Regions from separate parts of the Zea mays genome. Here regions 1 and 3 are each linked to region 2. The links are chromatin contacts, called in public Hi-C maps. All regions are on one chromosome and are shown on one strand. Each heading gives the region's core, a stretch centred on a gene start, on an enhancer-like site or on the middle of the called end of the contact. The rest is flanking DNA. Distances are from core to core; before and after follow the strand shown.

Evidence for each region. Hi-C and Micro-C count contacts between places; a contact is called where the count stands out from the background.
Region 1: a Hi-C map of leaf shows a contact between it and region 2, with 5 times the contacts expected there. The contact joins the promoter of LOC100274517 here to the promoter of LOC103651364 in region 2. A contact is called at or near these places in 4 of 25 Hi-C or Micro-C datasets (ear, leaf and tassel).
Region 3: a contact with region 2 is called in a Hi-C map of ear, with 2.6 times the contacts expected there. The contact joins the promoter of LOC100276357 here to the promoter of LOC103651364 in region 2. A contact is called at or near these places in 5 of 25 Hi-C or Micro-C datasets (bundle sheath, ear, leaf and 1 more).

The regions. Positions count from the first base shown.
Region 1 is chr3:214,803,288-214,807,310 of Zm-B73-REFERENCE-NAM-5.0, forward strand. It overlaps LOC100274517, which reads left to right and starts at 1,822. Exons shown (of 3, transcript NM_001148874.1): 1 at 1,822-2,412; 2 at 3,679-4,023. The coding sequence starts at 3,783.
Region 2 is chr3:215,146,268-215,150,083 of Zm-B73-REFERENCE-NAM-5.0, forward strand. LOC103651364 (protein MALE DISCOVERER 1) reads right to left here and starts at 2,117. Exons shown (of 13, transcript XM_008676981.4): 1 at 1,821-2,117; 2 at 698-976; 3 at 477-609. The coding sequence starts at 794. It overlaps LOC103651365 (histone acetyltransferase HAC1-like), which reads left to right and starts at 3,547. Exons shown (of 1, transcript NM_001320145.1): 1 at 3,547-3,816. The coding sequence starts at 3,562.
Region 3 is chr3:214,735,624-214,739,268 of Zm-B73-REFERENCE-NAM-5.0, forward strand. It overlaps LOC100276357, which reads right to left and starts at 2,093. Exons shown (of 2, transcript NM_001175293.1): 1 at 1,594-2,093; 2 at 1-1,091. The coding sequence starts at 1,953. The coding sequence ends at 339.

The sequences.
Region 1 (4,023 bases), core at 572-3,071, 340 kb before region 2:
CTTTGGACTTGGGAGAGGATTTGATCTCTTGTTTGTGTCTTGGAGTGAAGTTTAGAACTCTTGTATTGAATGGATGCCTTGAAGTGTTGGTGGTTGGCGGTATTTATAGCCCCAACCACCAAAGTGACCGTTGGGAGGGGCTGCTATCGTATGGCGCACCGGACACTGTCCGGTGCGCCAGCCACGTCACCCAACCGTTAGGGTTCGACCGTTGGAGCTCTGACAAGTGGGGCCACCGTACAGTCCGGTGGTGCACCGGACAGTTACTGTTCACTGTCCGGTGCGCCTTCTGGCGCTGCTCCGACTTCTGCGCGCGCAGGCGCGCACTGTTCACGTTCACTGTAGCCTTTTGCAGACGACCGTTGGCGCAGATAGTCGTTGCTCCGCTGGCTCACCGGACAGTTCGGTGTAACACCGGATAGTCCGATGAATTATAGCGGAGTGGCTTCCCCAAATTCTCGAAGCTGAGCAGTTCAAAGCCGTTCCTCCCTGGTGCACCAGACACTGTCCGGTGGCACACCTGACAGTCCGGTGCGCGAGACCAGGGCAGCCTTCGGTTGTCTTTTGCTCTTTTTATTTGAACCCTTTCTTGGACTTTATATTGGTTTATGTTGAACCTTTGGCACCTGTAGAACTCATAATCTAGAGCAAACTAGTTAGTCCAATAATTTGTGTTGGGCAATTCAACCACCAAAATTCATATAGGAAAAGGTTTGACCCTATGTCCCTTTCAAAACTCACACCTAAACACGCACCCTATAAGGTTTTTACCCACGGGCACGCGGGTAAAATGTGCCCGTTGCCATCCCTACCCTCTACTAAACTTCAAAGAAGAGCCTATTTTATAGAAAAATATAACGAGAATTACATTGTAATAGAATACATGTATTCTGAATTACAAAAAAACTAGATAACGCTTGTGACACTTTATAACAAATTTATCCATAGTTTTTTTACGAAATTATATTGTAATAGAATACATAAATAAATATATGTATTAATTGTTATAGATACATCTCAGAAGAGCAGCGGTCAAGCTGCTAGTTGGGTTCAGCTTAGATGGTGTAATGCTTGGCTGCTCAGTAATATATATTATTTAGGTCTATTACTGAGCTAAAATTATTTAGCACCTCCCCTAAGAATTTTGGACCCTGTGCAATCGCACTTGCATAAAGCCCAACCCTGCGTAGTGTCTCAAGTTTCTAGCTTAACCTTCCAATTAGACTCTGTTTCAAACCCCTCAAACTAATAATTAGCAGTTAAAATTAGCTGATAGATTTAGAACAGGTCGGCTAATAGACCAACTAATTGTTAGTTATATCTAGCTATTAATTGTTAGCTCCTTCAACTTAGCTAACAACTTATTAGCTGACTAACAATTAGCTCTAGAGGTTTGGAATATGAACTTATTAGCATGTGTTTATAAGATATTTAACAAAGTACGAAGACTTTGGCATATTTAGGTTATTTTGACACTATTATTTTGGAACCAAGCTAACACTTTTCTTCCAAAATGGATGCATGCATGTTTATAATATCTCTACTATACTTAAAGCACCAGTTTCAATGGTTGTCCTGCGTCATCTATTTACAAAAAAGTCCCTACATTTCTTCCAAATTAACTCACGTAAAATGTTTAAAAGCGATGTAGGAGGTGGGTTATGTTAAAAAGAGGTGCAGAAGGTGGAGTTTGAACCCACACCTCTCTACTAACTATTAAGGGTACAATGTAGACTGCCCCCACCGATTCCCCTACCCCGCGGATCACGCGCACGCCCGTTCCCCTCCCTACGCGCGCGAATCACGCGCCCGCCGCACAGGCCCGCCGCCATCGCCGATTCCCCTACCCCGCGGATCACGCGCACGCCCCCACCCCCCCAACCGCAATTCCCCTCCCTACGTGCGCGGATCACGCGCCCGTCGCCTTGCCCCTACGAATCCTGCCGCAAAACCCACCTACCGGCGCCACTACAGCACACCCGCCGCCATGCCGCTCCCTACGCCCGCAACGATCGCCTCCCTACGCGCGGGTGACCGGCAGCACCTCGTCTCTCTCGATGTGCCAATGGCGCCGCCTCCATCCTACCCAGTCTCCACCTCTGTCACCGCGTTCGTCAAGGAGGAGGACGCCCCAACCCCTTTGGTGGCCTCCCCGATGGCGCCGCCTCTGTCCTACCCGACCTCGAGTTCATTGAGATCCAGAAGGAGCAGGCGCAAACTTCTCCATGCACGGGAGGTCAAGCGGAGTATGCGCGAACTTCTTTGTGTTGTCGCCCGAGGCTGACTCCAGCATCTCCTTCCTGGCCAGATCCATGGAGGCATCGCAAGCCCAGATCCCGCTGTCGTTAGGAGCTAATGGTTGGTGCTCGTGTGGCACGGCAACGCGACGACGGAGCAAATCGGAGAGCCTCGGTCCGCCCTCCAATATGAGTTCATCTCCTTCCTGCTACTCCATTGCCTCTTTTGGACTCAATTCACTAAAATCTCCTTCTGTAATTACTATTGGCCGGAGTGGTACATTATTTGTGAATTCCTGATAATAAAAATCTCAGACAGAAGTCACAAGCAAGAAACATAAAAGAGTCCCCCACGCATAAAAATATGGAAATGACATGGCATCGAGTCCATGCTCCACTAAGTTTCCATCGGTATATAAAAGCATGAGCATCCATGCTCAGTACACATTCACACCCATATCATGCATATATGGATTATGAGAAAGTACATCGTTTGGTATTGTTTGTATAGGGTGCTCTGTTAAGTTCATGTCAGTAAAAGCGTAGGAGTTGTCTCATTTTGAGCAGAACAATTAATTTGTTATTAGGCACGAGTCTTTGTTTAGGGTTATGTCTCATGAAGTTTGGTACAATTCTAAATGTTGTAAAACACAATAAATCATTTTCTAAATGAGATATGTTTTTATTGCCGATGCGACTGTGATGCATGTTGTTCATTGATTTGGTAATGGTTAGAGCTTGCAGTCAGTTCTAGGTAGGAGTTGGGAAGGCTCAATACACCAATTGTACCCCAAATTCATTTCTGATTTTAGTGCTATATATATGTGAGACCAAATGTTTTTTTTCTAATGGGTCCCATAGTTTGTGATAACCTATCTGTGCCACTTATACACAAGACATTGTACAACACTATTGGTCTAGAATTTTATTTCTCACATGATGTTGCATATTTTGCTTTGCAATATAGTCAGACAAATTGTGTTGTCTATGAGGATCCCTTTGCCCTGCACATTTCATCACTGTTTGGCACTTTGGAGTTCCATAGTTCATGTTTAGCAGTGGCAGGATCTAGGCATAAGCTTTTCTAAATATGTTTAAACGCTAGATCTGACACCGATGTTCACTAGCGAATTTAGTTCCTCCTTGTTAAAAAAGTGAAAGTATATTAAATACATCAGCTTTTGTATTGAATATTTCATTATAGTGTGCCACTATGCCATCTACAATAAGTCGTAGATCACTTTCACTTGCATGAGCATTCACTGCAGTCCTCAACTCATTTATTTGCTAATTTTGGTCCTCTAGCCATCTAGCATATTCTATGTCAAAAGTCAACGCTCCTGCAACAAGTTTAAGGCAATTGTCAAAGATAATTAATTCTGTATTCCACTTTTTTTGTTGATTACTGATGCTGCCATTTGCTGTTTGTATTTTTTTTCAGGTACAAGGTTTTCATAAATCCGAGCATTAGTGATGTCCTGTGCACAACAACAATAGAGGCTCTTTCAATGGGGAAATTCATGATCTGCGCAAGACATCCATGAAATGAGTTTTTCATGTCATTTTCCGAACTGTTTGACATACAAGACTTCAGAGGAGTTTGTTGCGAGAGTGAAAGAGGCAATGGATAGAGAACCCCAACAGCTAACCCCTGAGCAAAGATACAACCTTTCATGGGAGGCAGCGACTGAGAGATTCATGGAGTACTCAGACCTTGACAAGGTTCTGAACAATGAGGCTGCTCAGCCTAAACAAGGTAGGAAAAGAAAGAATAAAAGAACCTCAC
Region 2 (3,816 bases), core at 867-3,366:
GTGTTCTGTTCTATAGATGGGTGGGAATATGGGTTTAGAGTCAACAATCATGTTTTGAATCTCCATTTATACATAATTTTAGCATTTTTTAGTATTTAAATGTGAGAGGGCACAACGACAGTGAAACCGTGGAATAAGGAAATTTGATGCTTCAATATAAGTAGAGAGAAGAACTAGGAAAACTGATGCTTCAATATAGTAGAGAACAGATGTATTTAATGTAAAGTCAAACCGTGATAACTGCAAAGGGGGAACGTTTTAACCAAAAGTACGGGCGTCACCACGAAGATCGATTGAACAACAAAGTAAACCAAGCCACTACACTCTTCCGCCGTGAAAGATAGTCAAATGGAAGACCCGTTAAACAGGGAAACGAAACGTTCGTTGTTGGCTATCACTATGATCGATGCTGATAGTCTGATACGGTGAAATGGAAATTCGAACCACTGCACAGAAGGGGAGAGCATCCAACTCACAACGTTACAACTCTGCCATCAACGCAGCGCACGCCGTTCCAACTGCAGGGATCGCTGTCGCGCGGGCTCCAGCCTACCATGGCGCCATACGGATCCTCCTCCACTCTTGACTGGAATTTGAGCAGTATCGACCCTGCGCACGCCACAGGGAACGCGCGGCAAGTCAGTAGGACAATGCAAGCGCCGAAACCATGCACCGGTGGCGAGACGCAGGCCCGTACCTTCAAGGTTGACCGCCGAGCAGCCATCCACGCTAAGATGAAGCGCCAGCACGACGAGCGCCAACGACGACGAGATGAAGCCATCCATCCTCCGCATGCTTCCCCGTCCCGCAGGCGCGCGATGGTCGAAACGACGGCAAGGTGCCGTCACATGATCCTCTTCGCGAGCCTCTTGAGCAGCCTGGAATGCATGGTCAGGCGCGTGGGGCAGGCATTGCGGCCGCTGCAGGGACCACGCGAGCTCCACCCAGGCACTGCAGCCTCACACCCGCTCCGCGCCTGCGTGCAAGAGGAAACAGACGGGAACAGCTCAGAGAGTCAGAGGCGCCAGAGAAAAGGGCGATGGGGAGCAGAGGAAACTTGCAATCACCATAAAGCAACACAAACAGCTCTAGCGCCTTTTTGTTTTGCCTGGCGATCACGCGATTCGAATCGAGAAACTGAAAAGAGGATTCGTAGGACAGAGCGAGGGGTGCTTACACGGCAGCGGGTGAGGGAACGGAGGAGAAGGAGATGGGGAAGAGAGAGGACGGGCGGGAGGGGGAGGGAAACAGCGGTCGTCCGCTGTTGGAGGAACGCGTAGTCGTAGACTCGTAGTAGACAGAGACTAAACCAACAACGCTAGGCGCGAGGCGACACGACGAAGCCAAAAACACACACACACTCTTTTTTTTTTTTAAGCGACAGACGTGAATGGAATTCTTCCCCCGCCACCTGTAGGAGTAGGACGATTCCACGCCAGGATTAGAGAAGCAGGCTTTAAAAACTGGATAATACACCACCATCACATATGGCAATAGAATATGGCCCGCACCGCATTGACATTGTTCCGCCGCCCCCATTGCTGCCAATCGCGGCCGGACATCGCAGCGACGCCAAAATGCTGTGCTTCAGAAGGGGGAAAAGAAATTTGTGCAAAGGGGAAGAGGACAGTTAAACCAGGTTAACGATCCCAAACAGGTTGCAGCTACTTTTATGAAAAATAAAAAAAAATCGAAGAGCTTGTTAAGGGAAGAGGCAACAAATCGGAGCTGGGTTTCCGCGACGAGCTGATAGGAAATGCGATCGACCGACGCCGATGGCCTTGCAGACTCGCGGAGGCGCTGCAGAGATGGGTTCTTACCCGTGGTTCGGGGCGCCGCGGCCTGGCGGCCGGCGGCTGGATGCGTGGATCCCTTAGTCGCTCGGAGCTCCTCGCCAGCTTGCGATCCGTCGTGGCGGGGACGGTGGCCGGCTACCGGCGGCGACCCGAGGCGGAGAACGGCAGGCGCGCGCGCCTCGCGAGTCTCGACTCGCGATTCGCGGCTGGTTCAGGACTTTCGTTTGCGTCGGATTGTACCCGGAATCATTCCGGCTAATCAAAGTTTATATAAATTAGAGAAGCAATCCGGCCGGGAATTATTCCGACTCACCAATCCGACCCAAACAAACAAGGCCTCAAGAGACGTGCGGTGGGGCCTGCGCCGGCCAGGTGGGGACGCGCAAACGAGAGGAGTTTCTAGTGTGCGTTTTCGTGCTTAGAGCAACTTCACCCGAAAGAACTTCTTAAATTGATGATTTAGAGAAATAGTAGTAAATCTGCTTTCCAACAGCTCCTGAAATAAACTTAATAAATCTACTAGGTGTATATCCGTGCTTTGCTACGGAGTCAACATATAATAATAAGATATATTGGGATACAGAAACACTATTTATCGTTTCTATGCTCTCGTTATTAAAATATTAGTGCATAACGATTACTTGGAGATAAGAAACACATAATTTATTATTCACCTCAATATCTCACATTATTTGACGAGAATAGATAAGTCATAACCATATACATTGAAATCTGATCATTCACCATGTTTGCAGAAGCATGTGAATTAGGCTACATCAGCAAACCTAATTTATACTGACAACAGTCTATATGTATAAACAACATAGTCATCTCAGGTTAATTCATCGTCCTAGCTACCTAGAAAAAATATTCAGCAACCTAGAGTCTTTGCGCCAATCAATTGAACAGGCATCTAAGCAAAAAGCTCTCGAGTCTAGAAAACTTGCTCAACAAAGTGTGCCTCAGACAATCATGAACGGGATAAAAGGTGATAGAATGGATGTTGACCCAATGTCAGTTGAAGCATTTGATGATCAACCATCTGTTCCAAAACGCTTGAAGACGCATCATCCATCACCTAGTGGCCTAGAGAATGATATGTCTGTAGTCTCCAATTATCATGTAAACTCAGGCTTTGCATTGCAGGAAACACAGCCTGAGCAGCTTGACCACAATAACAAGACATCATATCTGAAACGAGAGGTTGATGCAAAGGCTGACATGCGAGCTCCTCAAAAGCCCATAAAAATTAGTTATGGTATTGATGGAAATCTGTCTGCATCAAGGTGTAATGTGATTCCTGGTGTTCCCAGTGAGATTAATTCTCATATCAAGCAAGAAAACTTGTCGGTTGACAAAGAGACAAGTGAAACCGCCCTTGAGGTTAAGAATGAAACAAATGGTCCAACTGATGCGACTGTGTCTAAATCAGGAAAACCAAATGTGAATGTTGGCAACATCAAATTTGTGCTTTATTTAATGGAAGAAGGAACGATGGAGGACAAGCTGAATATTCTTGCCCCAATTGCTATGTTGAGGAGGTCAAATGTGGGCTACGCAAACCTTTACCACAGAGTGCTGTTATTGGGGCAAAATATTTGCCGAGAACTGTTCTTAGTGATCATATAGAAGATTGGCTATTTAAACGACTTAAGCAGAGGCCCGTGCAGCTGCTGCTGGCAAAAATATTGATGAGATTCCTTGAGCGGAAGAACATCAACTTGACGACAGGGAGAGGCACCCAAGTAATAATAGAGACACACATATGCTCCATCCGGTTGATATTTTTGGGGTGCCCAAAGATACCAAAGATAGAGATGACATATTGGAAAGTGAGTTCTTTGACACCAGACAGGCATTCCTTAGTCTTTGCCAAGGAAATCATTATCAGTATGACACACTTCGATGCGCCAAGCATTCATCAATGATGGTGTTGTACCACCTACACAATCCAACTGCACCAGCATTTGTCACTACGTGCAATGTCTGCAGTCATGATATTGAATCTGGTCAAGGCTGG
Region 3 (3,645 bases), core at 843-3,342, 410 kb before region 2:
CCATTCGGCTCCAGCCTATGATTGAATCAAACTTCTGCGACTGCCTGGAGACCGGATGAAGGCAGTTTCACAATCATAATCTTTTGCTTACTGCCACTGGTTACTTGTATGTGAATTCATGAGTGAGCCAACATGGGCTAATATATAATACTACTCCCTCCATTCCAAATCATGACTTTTCTATATACATTGCTTGTTCCAAATTATGACATTTCTATACACATTGCTTTTATAACGTTTGTAGACATAGTGTATATCCAAGTACATAGCAAAAAGCTATGAATCTAGAGAAAGCCGACAACCAAAACGTCTTATAATTTGGAACGAAGGAGCACAGTTCAGAGCACACTGAACCATGATCCCAGGAATGGGAATACTGCCACCAACAGGCGCATCAAGAGTGGCGCCTGCTTGTACCTGGTACTGCCCAGCCCCATCGTTCTCGGCACCCGCCGTCGTCTCATTCTCATTCTTTCCGGAGGAGCTCCTACTCCCTGCTCCGCTCTTCCGCCACCGCCAGCGGCGGTATAATCCGCATCTGCCTCCCCAGTCGCCGAAGGCCGCGATTTCGTGCTGTAATAAGTGTTGCCAGCTGAGAATGAGTTGCTGCTCCTCTTTGCCTCCCGGGCAGCAGCAGTGTTGTTATTGTTGTCCAGAAGCTCATCCCATCCTCCATATCCACCGCTGCTTTTGTTGCCTCCGCCATCTCCACTGCTGCTGCTCTTGGTGCTATCATCAGCTCCAACAGCAGCTGAGGCAGCATCAGCAAAATCGTTAGAGACACTTGACTGGTAGCTCTGCCTCCCTCTCCTCCCCTCATAATAGCTGCTGCTGTATCTGCCTCGACCACCTGTTGCAAAGTCAGTGGCGTCCCTAGGGAAATCTTCCTCCTCCTCCTCCTCCTCTTGGACTGGTCTCCTCCACCTGTCGTCACGGTTGCCTTTTCTCCTTGGCCATACAGCGTCAATTATAAATGATATGGCCGACTGACCGAGCGGGATCGCCATGGCCATTAGAAAGGCCTTTAGCCCTGTTACAGCAAACATGGATGCAAGCATCACCGGTAGCATGAATCCGTACGTCTTGAATACCTACTCACAAGTACAGAAAGCAGCAGGCCATTTGATTAGTCACTACAACAATGAAGCACAATTATTCGTCCATCGATTGATTACAGTACTGATGCATGCTACATTACTGATGGAATGGAAAGCAGCATGAACTGGAGCTGACAAGTCTAGGTTAGTTGATTGTAAGTTAAGATCCCAATCAGAGAATTATAAGCAGAGATTTGGTTTAATTAGATCTACCAGGCAAAAGCATTATACAGTTGCTTGAATTAATACCAGAGAGAGAAAAAAATGGAAGACGATTTGATTTAATTTGAAGCATTTTTAGTTATAACTAAGAATGAGTGGCAAAGGATCTATGGTCCCCATCCACTGTCCAGACAGGTAACATTAGTACCTATGAGTCTATGACTATGAAGGTTCAAGCACGCAGGAAAATAGAAATTATTGATGGCATATTGACAGAGGGTACCAGAAAGGAAGGAAAGGAGCAGAAATTTTACACAATACGTATGTACCAGACCTTGGAGAACCAGGGCTCGTCGAACATCTCCCCAGCCCCTCCAAATCCGGGGAACGCAGCCTCATCCTCGTAATCGTAGTCGTAACCGTAACCGTACTCGTCCTCCTCTAGAGAAGAGGAACCGTAGTCTTCTTGGCTGCCGTCGGGGTCGGACCACCACTTCCGCCTCGTCGCCCTGCTGCTCGTGGTGGCGGCGGTGCTGTCTCTTCCATGGGCGTCGCCGTTGGAGAACCACCAGCCGGAGGAGCGGTGGCGGAGAGAGGAGCAGAGAGGAAGGGGCGGTTTGCCTGGTGGGGCTGGAACTGGAGGCGCAGGGGCAACAGCTACCATCAGTCGGACGCCGAGGCCAACGCCGAGCATTTCTTCATTGCATTGCCTGCCGGCCGCCGCTGCCCGCTGCTCCGAGACAGACAGCTGTACGGGAGGGGAGGGGGGAGGGGACGGAGAAGATAATCTTTCCCTTTCCCCCTTTTTAATTTAGAAAAATGAATTTGGGAGTGGGACCAGAGTTCAGTCTAGCGCGAGCTTATCCTGTCGCTCAATAAATATCGCAACGACTGGGCGGGACGGCAACGGTCTCCTCTCCTCATTCCATTCTGCGCCGTCCTTGTCCGGCTTCAAGAAGAGCCCTCTAGAGTCGAGATGGCCGTCTACGACACCGTCGCCAACAAGTGTGCGCGGGATGAGGAGGAGACCTCCACAAGTCCACAGTCACGTTCCTCCTGGCTCCTCGAGGCATCGGCACCGCCGCCATTCGGAGCCATCCCGCCTCATCCGCGGACGCCGTCGCTCGATGCCGGCAGAGAGGAGCTCAGGAGCCCCCGTGCCTGCGCAAGCATTTCCTCGTGGCGCTGGGCCTGCGCGCCGACCTGCCCGTGCACTTCATCGACGACGAGAAGTGCTTGAAGGCCACCGACCTGGACCCTCACCAGAACCGGCTGCTGATCCCCGAGAGACGGCGTCATTCATCGCCTCCGCCCGCTCTTGACACCCACCGAGCTCCACGACGCCATCCTGTTCCTCCTCCCAGCCACGAAACCGAAACGAAGGTCAGGCGATCAGCCGCAGCAGCAGCAGCCCGAGACGGCGGAACCGCAGAACGACGCCTCCTCCAGCGCCGCCCGGACCAAGAAGATCAACAAATCCAAGGCCCGGGGGAAAGTGCACGGCGGGCTGGGTGTGAAGCTGGTTTTTATCTGAAGGTTTTTATCTCATCTCTTGTAAGATACCAATTATTAAATATGAATAGACATTTAAATATGGATTAAGACCAAGCACTATATGGACGACCCTCCATATTAACCTAGTATAAATAAATACATTTAAAGAAGAGATATTGAATAGCTTTTAGTTTCCTATAAAACCACCAATATGCATCTGATATAGATGTGGTCCAATCTTCTGATAAGTATGATAAACTTCGATTGACGAGAACTCGATGTTCATGATTTAGGCTTTAAACCAAGTCTAATTTGGACCGCCACAATCATTACATCATTGTTATGCCAGTTATCAACCACACAAAACATGATTGATCTCGTCAAGAAGACTTTCCTCCATGCGAATCAAGAACAAAGACAAGAACGGTATGAGCGCAATATGAAATTGCAAGTTTATATGAAGCTTATGAAATTGATAGGAGGTTCAAGTCTTGATCCGAAAGGACTAGTCAACACAAAGTGAATAAGATCAAGAATAAAGGCTTTGGTTCACAACAATCGACCTTGGCAATACTAGTACAACGAACAATGTCTATTCATGAGAAAAATAAGAACATAACAAAACACAAGCCCTAACAAGAGAGACAATGGATAATTGTGAATTCTTGGGTGTGATCACCCCTAGATGCATTCTAATGAGCTCTAAGACGATATACGATTCAATAGACCAAGACACGATGTCGCAACACCCTCACAGTCTCTATATGCCGAGTTGTTTTGATTATTCCTATTGGTCCTGCATGAAATTTAACATTAAACCAAAACCATCTGTTAGATTATAAAATTTGGTTTTCGTGCATGTTAATCGTCGAAAACGAAGTCCTTACGTGTC